2 separate regions of the Sus scrofa genome follow, and region 1 is linked to region 2. Evidence: chromatin contacts called from public Hi-C data. All regions are on one chromosome and are shown on one strand. Each heading gives the region's core, a stretch centred on a gene start, on an enhancer-like site or on the middle of the called end of the contact. The rest is flanking DNA. Distances are from core to core; before and after follow the strand shown.

Region 1 (6,375 bases), core at 1,815-4,314, 54 kb before region 2:
CACGGATCCTAGTCAGATTCGTTAACCACTGAGCCACGACGGCAACTCCCCCACTGCCAATTGAGGGCAATACCTCCCCTCAAGGGATTGGTGTGTGTGCCGCCACCTGGTTTAGCAGCAGTGCAGAAACACAGACGTCCCGGCAGTGAAGGGACCAAGACCCCCTGCTGTGTCCCAGCCCCTCCGCAGGCATTTCCTCACGTGGCCCTCAGGGCCAAGGGGGACGTGAGGCGCCCCGGCCCACAGATGAGGCAGCGGAGGCTCTGAGGGGAGCTGACGTGCCCAAGGTCTGAGCTGGCGAGGGTCAGCGTGAAGACCTGGACCCAGCACACACGCTGCCCCGGAGCGCGACTGCTTGAGGGGAGCACTGGGGCGCCTGCTGCCCCCCACCCTGAACCCCAGGAACGCTCACCCAGAGTCTTTATGGCCGAGTAGGCGTTGGAGGGCAAGCCGCCCATGCAGCCCTTGTCCACCTTGTCGCAGTCCAGGAGCTCTAGGAGACAGAAGGCCAGTCCCAAGGAGCCCGCCGGAGGAGCTGGGCCGGGGACAGGGCGGAGGCGCGGGAGGCTCACCCTGCTCCGAGAGCGAGAGCAGCGTCCCCTGCTTCAGGAACCACTGGCCCTCCACGTTGCCCGTGACGGAAAAGGCCCAGCAGGAGCCGCACATGCCCTGCGGAGACGGTGGAGTCAGGCGGGGCCCCTTCCAGACGCCTCGCCTCCCACCCTGGCTTCTAGGGCTCCAACCTGGTCCTTGACTTTGGTGACAGCCCCCTTTTTCCTCCAGTCCCACTCGGGGGGAGGAAGGCTGGAGACGGACTTGGCGAGGCGCATCTTCCGGCCGGGCTCCTCTTGCAGGAGGGGGTTCAGGTAGATGGTGCGGAACTCCTCCTCTGCGGGCCGAGCGGGCCGGGGGATGGGGAAAAGCGTTGGAAGCCGGTCCTGGCTGGGGGCCTCGGGAGCAGGCCCTGTCGCTTCCAGGCACCATGAGGACTCTGGCCGCCACCCCTACCTGTAAGGTCACTGAACTTGGTGACCCCGTACCGAGCTGTGCCAGTGTCCAGGGCCTGGATCTTCTGCGCTCGCACCATGTTGTTGGCGAAGACGGACATGCGCCACCTGGCTTCTGTGGGGAGAGGAGAGGAGAAGCTTGGGCCCCAGATCCTAGCAGGAGAGGTGCTTGGGGATAAGAAGAGGCAGAAGTTCCCCTGGGGCAAAGGTGGGCTCTGGATCGGGCCTGAAGCTTATTTCAAAAAGGGTGGCACCCTGGGGTAGGTGGGGGTGGGGGCCAGACTTGCAAGTGGGTTAAGAGGGGGGACGAACTGGGGTGATGACTTGCCAGCTATGAAAACAAAACCAACCCGGGCTCTTAAGGGCACCCCCAGACAGGAGGTTGTGGGCAAAGGCCACCCTGCTGGGGGTCCTCCAACAGAGAAAATGTGGCCTTTGCCCCACCCCACTTTATCCAGAAAGATGGAGACCTATGGTTTCTGAAAACCAGATGGGAGAAGGGGTCAGGTACCTGAGACAGATGCCAGGTCCTGGGAGGCTGAGCAAGAACTCGGGAATTTAGGGCGTCCTTGAAAGGATCTCTTGTGCCCTTCCCCTCTCCAACACCACGGTGCCAAGTTGGGGGGAAGGCCCTGACCTGACTGGGACAGCTACAGCCAAGGCTGGGTCCTCACCCTCCTTTGTATCATACGTCCGATTATAGGTGGTGACAAATTCCTTGAAGATCGAAGCCATCTTCACAGAAAAGTCCTGGAAAGGCAGAGGGGTCTTTTCAAGGAGTCCTTCTCAGACTGACCAGGGAGGGGAAGAGAGGGGACATAAGGCAGCAGCCAGCTTCCCACCTGGGGCAGGGGATCCTTGTTCAACAGTGGGAGGAATGAACTGAAAGTCTCGTTTGTGTCATCTGGAGAGGGTTCCAACAGAGAAGAGTTAGGACTGAACCCTAGGTGAGGTGTGACCTGAGCTCTCCCAGCATCCTGGGCTGTCCCAGCACCTGTAACCTTGGTATCCACTGGGCCACAGTCCCGCCTCAGCAGCATGTGTTTTCCCAGCTCGTCCAGGACTTCGAAGCTGCAGAGCTGGAGGCAGATGAGGAAGCCAGTCAGGGGACTGGGTTGGGAGCAAGGCCTCGGCAAGAAGGAGCTGGAGGGGTCTCAGATGAAGACCAGCTCCAAGGCAATCACCCCCAGAGTGGAGAGCCGGGCAGACACCCTCCCTTTCACAGCATCTTGGTCTCTAGCCGTCCAGGCCTGGTTAGGGACTCAGGGTGGAGTAGCCGAGGCCTCAAAAGCTCCCTCTAGAAACCTGACCCATCAGCCAAAGGACTGCCAGACTCAGTCCGGGGGCAGGAAAGCGCAGGAACCCCATCACTCACCAGGGTTTTCTTGGATATAGGGAGCTGGCACACGGTAGGGTCGTTGCAGGGAGGCTCCACCAGAGTGGCCTTCAGGGAGTACAGCGACCCCCGGCCCGCCTGGATGGAAGGAAGGATGAGGCACCCAGAGCCACTCCCTCCTTCGTCCGGCTTTCACTGGGTCGACAGATCCACCATGTCCCTTCCTCTTCCCAATCACTAGAGATCCAACGCCCCCGCCCCAAGTTTAGCCCCCTCCCCAGGTCTGGCGTCCAACGCCCTCGCCCCAAGTTCCCAGCCCTCCGACGAGGGCCCCGCTCGCTCCGGACCGGAGAGCTCCCGCCCCGAGTGGGTCCTCACCCGGCGGACGCGTCCGCGCACGGCCCTCAACGCGGCCCTCGTCCCGGCAGCCCGGCCGCGGTTGTACATCTCCAGGGCGAAGCGGGCGGGCGCCAGGAGCTCCGGGGACGCCAGCTCCCTGGCCTGCGGGCCGGCCGCTCGGGGCTTCTTGGGGGCGGGAGCGGCGTCCGGGAGCAGCCCCAGCAGCAACAGCAGCTGCAGCCAGGGGGCCATGGCGAGGGCGAAACCGGCGGCCCGGACTCACGCACAAAGCAACGCGCGGACCAACCGACCGGGCGGAGCTGCCCGCAGCCGGAGGGCCCTCGTCCCCCACCCGCAGCTCCAGAGACCGCGGGGCGCCGGCCAATGGGCGCCGGCGGGGTGCGCCTGCGCACTATGTTGTTTACGTGAGGCACGTGGGGCGCGCCGGCCGCGCAGGCGCGGAATTACAATCGCACCCTAAAGCGGCGTAGCAGCAGCCGGGGCTGGAGGGGGCCCGGGGTTGCAGCCTTGAAGTAATCTTTTTAGGTCTTGGATCTGCTGTTTGGGGAGGGGAGAGGATGCTGGCCTGAGAATAGAAATAATAACTGGCATTTCTTGCGTGCTTATTATATGTTACACGGTTTATGCCATCCCTCTCTAATCACGGTAGCCATCCTGCGAAGTAGGTGTTACCCGCATCTAATCAGTGAGGAAATGGAGGCTTAGAGAATTTAAATGGCTTTGCCAAACATCTGTTACGTGAAAGAGCCGGACTTGAACCCAGGGAGTTGGCCTCAGAGCTTGAGTTCACAGCTTGATCCTCTCTTTCGTTTTTCTCTCTCTTTTTTTGTCTTTTTAGGGCCGTACCCAGGGCATATGGAGGTTCCCAGACTAGGGATCAAATCAGAGCTGTAGCTGCCGGCCTAGGCCAGAGCCACAGCAACACTGGATCTGAGCCTCGTCTGCGACCTCACCACAGCTCACAGCTACAGGGGATCCTTAACCCACTGAGCTAGGCCAGGGATCGAACCTGCATCCTTATGGATGCTAGTCAAGTTCGTTAACCACTGAGCCATGGCGGGAACTCCGGTTCCTCTCTTTTTATCAGTAAAATGGCACCTAATATTCTCTGGACTGGCAGTGCCTCAGGCTGTTATGGGGATCAGAGGCAAATGTGCAAACAGTGCAGGGGGCTGGGACTGATCTTTTGTAAGCATTCACCACTATGTTCCAGGGCCCAACAAGAGGAAGCGCAGATGCACTAAGCATAGTGCTGCCTATTGGAAGCTTCCAGTGTAGTGGAGAGACAGGTGAGAAAGGAATTTTCCTCCAAGATGTGACCGGCTATGGGAGAGGCATTGGGACTTTTCTTAGATCCAGATTTCCAGAGATCCACATTGGTGTCTGTCGTATTTCACCTTTGTGGGAAACCATCTTCCCCAAAGCCTGTTCCCTGGACACTGGAGCCTCCTGATGAGTGTCTGGAAGAAAGTGTGACTTATCTTCTCATCAGACTGAGGCAAGAGACATACTTATAATTCATGGAGGAAAAGGAAGGATATTTTAAGTCACACATGTTGGAGTTCCTGCTGTGGTGCAACAGGATCAGCAGTGTCTTGGGAGCCCTGGGACGCAGGTTCTATCCTGGGCTCAGCACAGTGGGTTAAGGATCCAGCGTTGCTGCAGTTTTGGCTTAGGTTGAAACTGTGGCTCGGATCTGATTCCTGGCCTGGGAACTCCATATGCCTCTGGGAAAAAAAAAAAAAAAAAAAGTCACACATATGTTATCTCGGGCAATTCTCACAACAACCTTCAAGAGAAAAATTGTACAATTACCCATGAGGATAGTGAAGCAGGGGCATGCCAAAGTTCAGAAGCTGAGCTGAAAAGAGGGAGGCAGCAGAGGAGACTGGGAATAAATGGACATTGAGCGACTAAGAGAGGGTGATGTCAAGAAAGTAGAAGAGGAAGTTCCCAAGGTGGAGCAGTATAAATGAATCCGACTAGTACCTGTGATGTTGCGGGTTCGATCCCCGCCCTCACTCACTGGGTTAAGGATCCAGCATTGCCATGGGCTGTGGTGCAGCTTGCAGATGTGTCTCAGATCCCGAGTTGCTATGGCTGTGGTGTACGCTGGCAGCTACAGCTCTGACTAGACCCCTAGCCTGGGAACCTCCATGGGCCACAAGTGCGGCCCTAAAAAGCTAAAAAAAAAAAAAAAAAAAAAAAAGAGAGAGAGAGAGAAGAAAGAAAGTAGAAAAAAGGAAAGTATCTCAAGGAAGAGAAAGTGGAGTTCCCTTGTGGCTCAGTGGGTTAGGGATCTGGTGTTTTCATTGCTGTGGCTCTGGTCACTATTGTGCCACAGGTTCAGTCCCTGGCCCGGGGAACTTCGACATGCCATGGGTACAGCCAAAAAAAAAACCCAAACAAACCAATTTTGGAGTTTCCATTGTGGCTCAGCAGATTAAGGACCCAATACTGTCTGTGAGGATTTGGGTTCAATCCCTGGCCTTGCTCAGTGGGTCAAGGATCTGGTGTTGTGGCATAAGATGCAGCTGCAGCTGATTTGACCCCTGGCCTGGTAACTTTCATATTCTGCAGGTATGGCCGTAAAAAGAAAAAAAAAAGGAAGAAAGAGGAAATACATTGGCTGTGTCCAATGCCACAGAGAGGGCAAGTAAGATTAAAAAAGAGACGTGACCTTGGGACTGGGCAATGGTAGGTCTTCAGCAGCCTCATTAAGTGTGGTAGGTTGAGGGAGTCCCCTGATGGCCTAGCAGTTTAGAATCTGAGGTTGTCACTGCTGTGGCTGGGTCCCTGCTGTGGTAATTCAATCCCTGGCTGTGGGTGTGCCAAAAATTTTTTTAAAGAGTGGTGGGTTGGAGTCCCGTTGTGGCTCAGGGAGTTAAGAACACAACTAGCATCCATGAGGGCTCAGGTTCGATCCCTGGCCTCGCTCAGTGGGTTAAGGATTTGGCGTTGCCGTGAACTGTGGTGTAGGCTGCAGACACGGCTCACATCTGGCGTTGTGGCTGTGATGTAGGCTGGCAGCTGCAGCTCCAATTTGACCCCTAGCCTGGAAACTTCCATGTGCTGAGGGTGAGGTCCTAAAAAAAGACAAAAGACAAAAATAAATAAATAAATAAAAAATAAAAAGAATGGCTAACATTTAATGAGCACGAGCTACATGCTATGCACTTCACATTCTTAGCACATACATGTATTAGCCCATTAAACCCCACGACATCCCTGTGAAACAAGTATCAGGCAGACGAGGAAACTAAAGCAACAAAAGATTCAGTTACTTGCCCAAGTTGCAGAAATGGTGATGCTGGAGGCGGGGTTTGAATCCAGTTCTATTTTTTTTGTCTTTTTGCCATGTCTTGGGCCACTCTTGCGGCATATGGAGGTTCCCAGGCTAAAGGTCTCATCAGAGCTGTAGCCACCAGCCTACACCAGAGCCATAGCAACTCGGGATCGAGCCATGTCTGCAACCTACACCACAGCTCACGGCAACGCCGGATCGTTAACCCACCGAGCAAGGCCAGGGATGGAACCCGCAACCTCATGGTTCCTAGTTGGATTCATTAACCACTGCGCCACGACGGGAACTCCCCAAATCCAATTCTAATACAGAAAAAGATTCTGCTTCTCAGACTGGCCTCTGCGGACCCCCTGGGGTGCAGGAGGTCT
Region 2 (6,000 bases), core at 1,779-4,278:
TCTTCAAAGTGAGATTACTATATTAAAGACTCACTACGTTTAAAATTTTGCTATTGCCAATATACTTACCAAGAAGGACACAGAGTTCACAATATCATCACAATGTATGAGTTAGCTTTCCTCACCTTTACCATCAAAAGATGGTGGTTAAAAAAAATCAAAATCTTTTGATTTTTTGCTAATCTGAGGGGTGAAAATATTCTCCTTTTCCCAGGAAATTGTATTTCCCTGACTAGCAATGAAGTTTCTTATTTATTGGCCAGTTGTACTTCTTTACCTATAAAACTGCCAGCTAGCATTCTCGGCCCATTTATCTCACCTTTTTTCCCTGTCAGTTTGTAGGAGTTCTTTGTATAGTATAGATATTAACTCTTTAGACTCCCACACTTGTATCTTCAGCCCAGACCTCTGCCCTGAACTCCAGATACAGAGCTAATTGTCCATTGGTATCTCCACTTGGAGAGGCATCTCAAATTTATTAGGTCTAAAATAGAATTTCTGGCATCCGGGGAGTTCCCGTCGTGGCGCAGTGGTTAACGAATCCGACTAGGAACCATGAGGTTGCCGGTTCGGTCCCTGCCCCTGCTCAGTGGGTTAACGATCCGGCGTTGCTGTGAGCTGTGGTGTAGGTTGCAGACGCGGCTCGGATCCCGCGTTGCTGTGGCTCTGGCGTAGGCCGGTGGCTACAGCTCCGATTTGACCCCTAGCCTGGGAACCTCCATATGCCACGCGAGCGGCCCAAGAAATAGCAAAAAAAGACAAAAAAAAAAAAAAGAATTTCTGGCATCCATCACATTCCCCATCTCAGTTAACGGCAACTAGGTGCTTCCACCTGCCTGGTGTCATCTTTAACTTCTTTTTCTCACAACTCACATCTGATCACACACTGTGTTGGCTCTGCCCTAAAACTATATCCAAATCTGAACACTTCCCCTGGATTCTACTGCGGCCATCCAGATCCATGTCACCATCACCTCCCTGCTGGATTTTTGCAGTAGTGATAATTGTTCTGAGCAAAGGACTATTTTCTCTTTGTTTTTGTCCATTTCACTAGCAGCCAGAATGATACTAATAAAACTATGAAAGATAAGTCACATCCGATGAATATCTCTGCTCTCTATACTACTCATTAAGAGTGAAAGCCGGAGTTGCGGTTGCGGTGCAGTGGAAACAAATCTGCCTAGTATCCATGAGGATGCAGGTTTGATCCCCAGCCTTGCTCAGTGGGCTGGGGATCCAGTGTTGCTGTGAGCTGTGGTGTAGGTTGACAGCTGTAGCTCTGATTCCACCCCCTAGCCTGGAAACATCCATATGCTGCGGGTGCGGCCCTAAAAAGTAAAAATAAATAAATAAAAAGGTGTGAAATCCAAAGTTATTTCAATGGCCCATAAGGGGCTACACCTCCTCCTCAACCTTATGATGTATTATTCAATCTGCTCCCCTCCTAGCTGTACCAGTTCTTTGTGATTCCTTGAACAGACAGGCATGCTGCTGTGCCCCAGAACTTTGAGACATGTACTTTCTGGCTGGGATGATTCCCCCAGAAGATGAGTTGTTTGCTCCCCTCATTACTTCAAGTCTTTATCACTAACAGGCTATATGTTTTACTTAATTGATAATTATTATCTGTCTCTCCCCACCAAAATACAAGCTCCAAGGTCGAGATTTTTGTCACTTTTTTTTGGCCGTGCCTGCAGGTGTGTGGAAATACCTGGGCCAGGGGTCAAACCCAAGCCACAGCTGTAACCAGAGCAACAGCAGAGACAAAATCCGCTCCTTAACCCGCTGAGCCACCATGGAACTCCAGTTTTTGACATTTTTTAAATTCACTGCTGCATCCTTGGTGCTACCGCACAGGGTAGGTGCTCAAGAAAAGTTGAACTTGTAAGCAAATATTTCCCTGAGTTTATCACATGTTCTTATCTTTTGGATGCCTTCTGCTATGCAAAAGGTTTTGTGTGTGTGTGGCTTTTTAGGGCTGCACCTTCAGCACATGGAGGTTCCCAGGCTAGGGGTCTAATCAGAGCTACAGCTGCCGGCCTACACCACAGCCACAGCAATGCCAGATCCGAGCTGCATCTGCGACCTACACCACAGCTCACGACAATGCTAGATCCTTAACCCACTGAGCAAGGCCAGGGGTGGAACCTGCGTCCTCATGGATGCTAGCCAGATTCATTTCCCCTGAGCCACGACCCAAACTCCCCAATCTTTTTATTTACATACATGTCAGTTTTGAAGTTTTCCCTCTTTTATTTAAAGTCTCAACTTTTACCCCCTCAAGGACCTTTCTCTCGACTTCATTTCCTACTTTATGCAACTTTTTATTGTGGAAAATTTCAAGCATATACAAGAGTGATAGAAGTCATTCCTCGTTGGGAAATTCCCTAAAGGCAGCGGTGGCTCTGATTTTCTTTTTCTTTTTTTTTTTAAACTGTCTCCACCGTCTGCAACCTCTGGGAATGTGTTCCCAAAGACGGATTTAAAGGCACGAGGGTTTCTCCCGGGCAGATGCCTCTCAGGTCCCCTCAGACCGCGCAGCACTGGCGGCACTCCCGGGAGCCGTGTGCTGACCGAAGGCGTTCGTACTGGTTTCTCCCGCCAGGCCTGGCCTTCCCGAAGACACTCTCACTGCCACCTCCAGGCGCGGGTTTGGCCTAGGCTGCCAGACGCGGAGGGGCTCTGACTTCCGACTGAACAAAGTTTTTCCTTGGGGCCCGCCAACCCCGGCCCCACCCAGGTCAGAGGCCACCACGCCGACTAGGCCTCTCCGACGCTCAGCGGCTCCCAGCGCGCGTATTCCCTTCTCTAACCCTTTCCCCCGCCTCCCCCCCGGCAGTGGCGGTTGGTCGCGCGCCGCCGTCCCTCTCCCACCCCCTCAGCTAACGAGCGGGCTCCAGGTCCTCTGGGATTGGCTGCGCCTAAGAGCATCTTCTTTCAGCCTCTCTGATTGGCTGTAGGCCGCACAGGATGTGGGCTCCGATTGGCTAGGTAAGAGCGCCTGCGCGGCGGGGTTCTCGGTCGCCAGCCATTCCTGGGGAGGACTGCCGGCGGGTCGGACGTCTCGCCAGTCGCTGGAGGAGAGGTCCCGGCTCTCCGGGAGGGCAGCTGCGGCGGCAAAATGAAGATATTCGTGGGAAACGTCGATGGGGCGGATACGACGCCGGAGGAGCTGGCAGCTCTCTTCGCGCCCTACGGCACGGTCATGAGCTGCGCCGTCATGAAACAGTTCGCCTTCGTGCACATGCGCGAGAACGCGGGCGCGCTGCGCGCCATCGAGGCCCTGCACGGCCACGAGCTGCGGCCGGGGCGCGCGCTCGTAGTGGAGATGTCGCGCCCACGGCCTCTTAACACTTGGAAGATATTCGTGGGCAATGTGTCGGCTGCGTGCACGAGCCAGGAATTGCGCAGCCTCTTCGAGCGCCGCGGACGCGTCATCGAGTGTGACGTGGTGAAAGGTAACGCTGAGGCGGGGGGGGCGCGGGCGCGCTCGGGGCACTCTGCTTCTTAGCCACGCCCCTTTCCCGGGGGTCGGTCACTGAGCGGTTGGCGGTGGGGAGATGGCCGGAGGTGTTGGGGGCGCGTTGGGTAGAGACTCCCTCCTCCCTTGCGGTCCAGGCACCATTAACCAAATGGGAGGAAGCGGCTCTGGGTGGGTGCGGCGGCCACTGTGAGCCGAGCTGCGGGGCCGGGGACGCGCCTGAGAGACTTGGGAGGGTACCGGGGGCGCGCCTTCCACTGGTCTCCTGGGCCTGGTACCGAGCGGAAATTGGGAAGTGACGGGCAGAAGCCGGATCATGGAGCGGGGAAGATTTCGCCACTTCCCCACTTCCTCTCCAGACGTCGGTCAGAGGAAGGGAAAAGGGAAAAGGTGAGGGCTGACGCCCCAAGCCCACCCTCGTGTTCCCTCCCGATGAGTGCTCCCGAGCGGAAGGTAACGGGGCCCTTGGACGTTTTGGGGCTGGGATCTTTTAGTATTGTGTGGTTTGGGTCTATTCATAGGTATAGTTACTCCTGGGTACAGGAGGGGCCCCTTCTGAACCACTTTGGCCTTTCAGTATTGTTAGGGGAATTAGGCGTGGCAACTCTGCGCTTTCCAACTCCCTCAAACTTGTTCTTTTTTTCCTCTGGAATCGACTTTAACTGGAAACCCTGACCTTTCACGTGTGGATGGAGGCTTGTTTTGTGAAGTCTCCTTCTGAGCATCCAAGCTGGTGCCCCAGGGCAGTGTCCTTCTTTTATAAGCTTGGTGGTTTTGCAAGGTAGCACACTTTGTGGCTGAGGGGGACATGGGACCTTAACTTACTAGTCGTCTTGGCTGAAATAGTCTAGTTGTCAGGGGAGAGCCCTAGTTTGCTTCAAGAAAACTGTATCACCATAATTTAGGCCTGACTTCCTTTTTGGGACTCTCTTGACTTTTTTCATAGTCTGAGGGTTTATCCCCTAAGCTCTTTTTCTTTTTCGTTGGCAAGATTTGGAGGTACAGCCCTTGTGTATATGGCCGGTTTCTGTTCCACTTGGAACAGATCAGAGTTAACTTTGCCTTGCTGTCTTAAAGGATGTAATCTGGGAGTGAGTATCTGATCCCTTGTTTTTGGTGTTGGATTCACACCTGCTTATACCCTATGTGAGAAGTTCTGAGGATAGGAAATACATTTGAGAGCAGATGCTTACTCATTTCCATCAAGATACATCATTTGCTGTCCTGGAAAGGCGCATCTTTTAAGTTGTTCCTTATTCTTTCTGTAACTGGGGAAGTGTAAAGTATAAAGTCTCCACCACTAGGCGTAATTCATTCTTTTGCATTAGTACTGCAAGCTGTTTTCCTCAACTCAGGCTATGCAGATCCACGACTAACCAGAATCAGGCTTTCCTCCTGGGTGCTCTGATGAGGCAGGCTGTATGGTGCATAGATTTCTGCTTTTGTTTACACTGAAAGAGTGGGGAGGGCCTCCAGTTGGGCACCTGACCAGGAAATGGATGGGGGTATATGACTCATGAGAGTTCTGTGTTTAATTGACCTAGTATGTTTTATGTTTTTAAATTTTTATTTTTTGGTGGTTCTTAGGTAGGGTGGCTACTTGATTGGGAGTCTAGAAAGCAGCATCTGAGAGGATAGTCTCTGGAACTCATTGGTCAAGAAGCCTCCTTTGGGGTGGTAGAGAAAGCCGAAAATTTGCCTGAGTGCTTGGAACTGACATCAAGTGACAGTAGTGGGGGCGGGGGGGGGGTGAAGTGTGTAACTGCATGTGGTTTTTAGAACTTCTGGCTGATTCCTTGTGAGAATCCTAACGAACAAAAGTTTGGCGAATTTTGTCCCTTTGTAAATATTTGGCAGAAATGCATGGACTTCCTCAGGGAGTGATGGTTAGTTGTTACTTGTAGTTATGCTGATAACGTAAGAGAGCTCCAGTGTATGTAAGGGACTGTGGGAAAGATTTGAGGATCATATGCTCCTTTGATGCCTTTGTATTTGGAGTGAAGGAAAGTGAGGTTTTAAAGTTGGGAATGTAGTAGAAGAGCCTGGTTCTGGCCCCTTAAAGAGTGATCCATTTCTTGGTCTGGCAATGGACATTTGATTGAGTTGTCTTGTGTTCTTGCTGGTCTTTGAAAAGCACAGAAGCTTGGCATTGCATGGGACAACTAGTTCTGTTTCATTTCACAGGGGAAAAAAACTTAGTTGCTTTGTTCCAGGAGCTTAGATAAGATTTTATTTGTAGAGTAAAAAATCTCCATAGCAGCAGCAGATTGTGACCACTCTCCACAGCTACATTCTATTGGGTGTTCCTCTGAGAGTTGCTGACGGCTTTAGGAACGATTTAGATTTCCTGGAAGTCTGTAAGGCAGAAGAGGAAATTGTTTCCTCCCGTTTTTGGTGGGTGGCCATTCTTTCCTCTCATATACAACACTGTGATTTCAAATTACAAGTTTTTACTTTTCTGAGAAAAGAAAAACAAATTTTTCTGGATTCTCTTAACTTTGGTACTGAAAGAATTGTGA

What was found. Hi-C and Micro-C count contacts between places; a contact is called where the count stands out from the background.
Region 1: a Hi-C map of alveolar macrophages shows a contact between it and region 2, with 2.9 times the contacts expected there. The contact joins the promoter of CTSF here to the promoter of RBM14 in region 2. A contact is called at or near these places in 2 of 47 Hi-C or Micro-C datasets (alveolar macrophages and liver) and 1 of 2 datasets of contacts at active chromatin or transcription factors (alveolar macrophages).

Annotation. Positions count from the first base shown.
Region 1 is chr2:5,851,772-5,858,146 of Sscrofa11.1, reverse strand. CTSF (cathepsin F) reads right to left here and starts at 3,064. Exons shown (of 13, transcript XR_002341429.1): 1 at 2,722-3,064; 2 at 2,383-2,481; 3 at 2,002-2,086; 4 at 1,850-1,911; 5 at 1,682-1,757; 6 at 1,009-1,122; 7 at 744-889; 8 at 573-669; 9 at 413-493.
Region 2 is chr2:5,797,786-5,803,785 of Sscrofa11.1, reverse strand. RBM14 (RNA binding motif protein 14) reads left to right here and starts at 3,028. Exons shown (of 3, transcript NM_001244221.1): 1 at 3,028-3,458. The coding sequence starts at 3,122.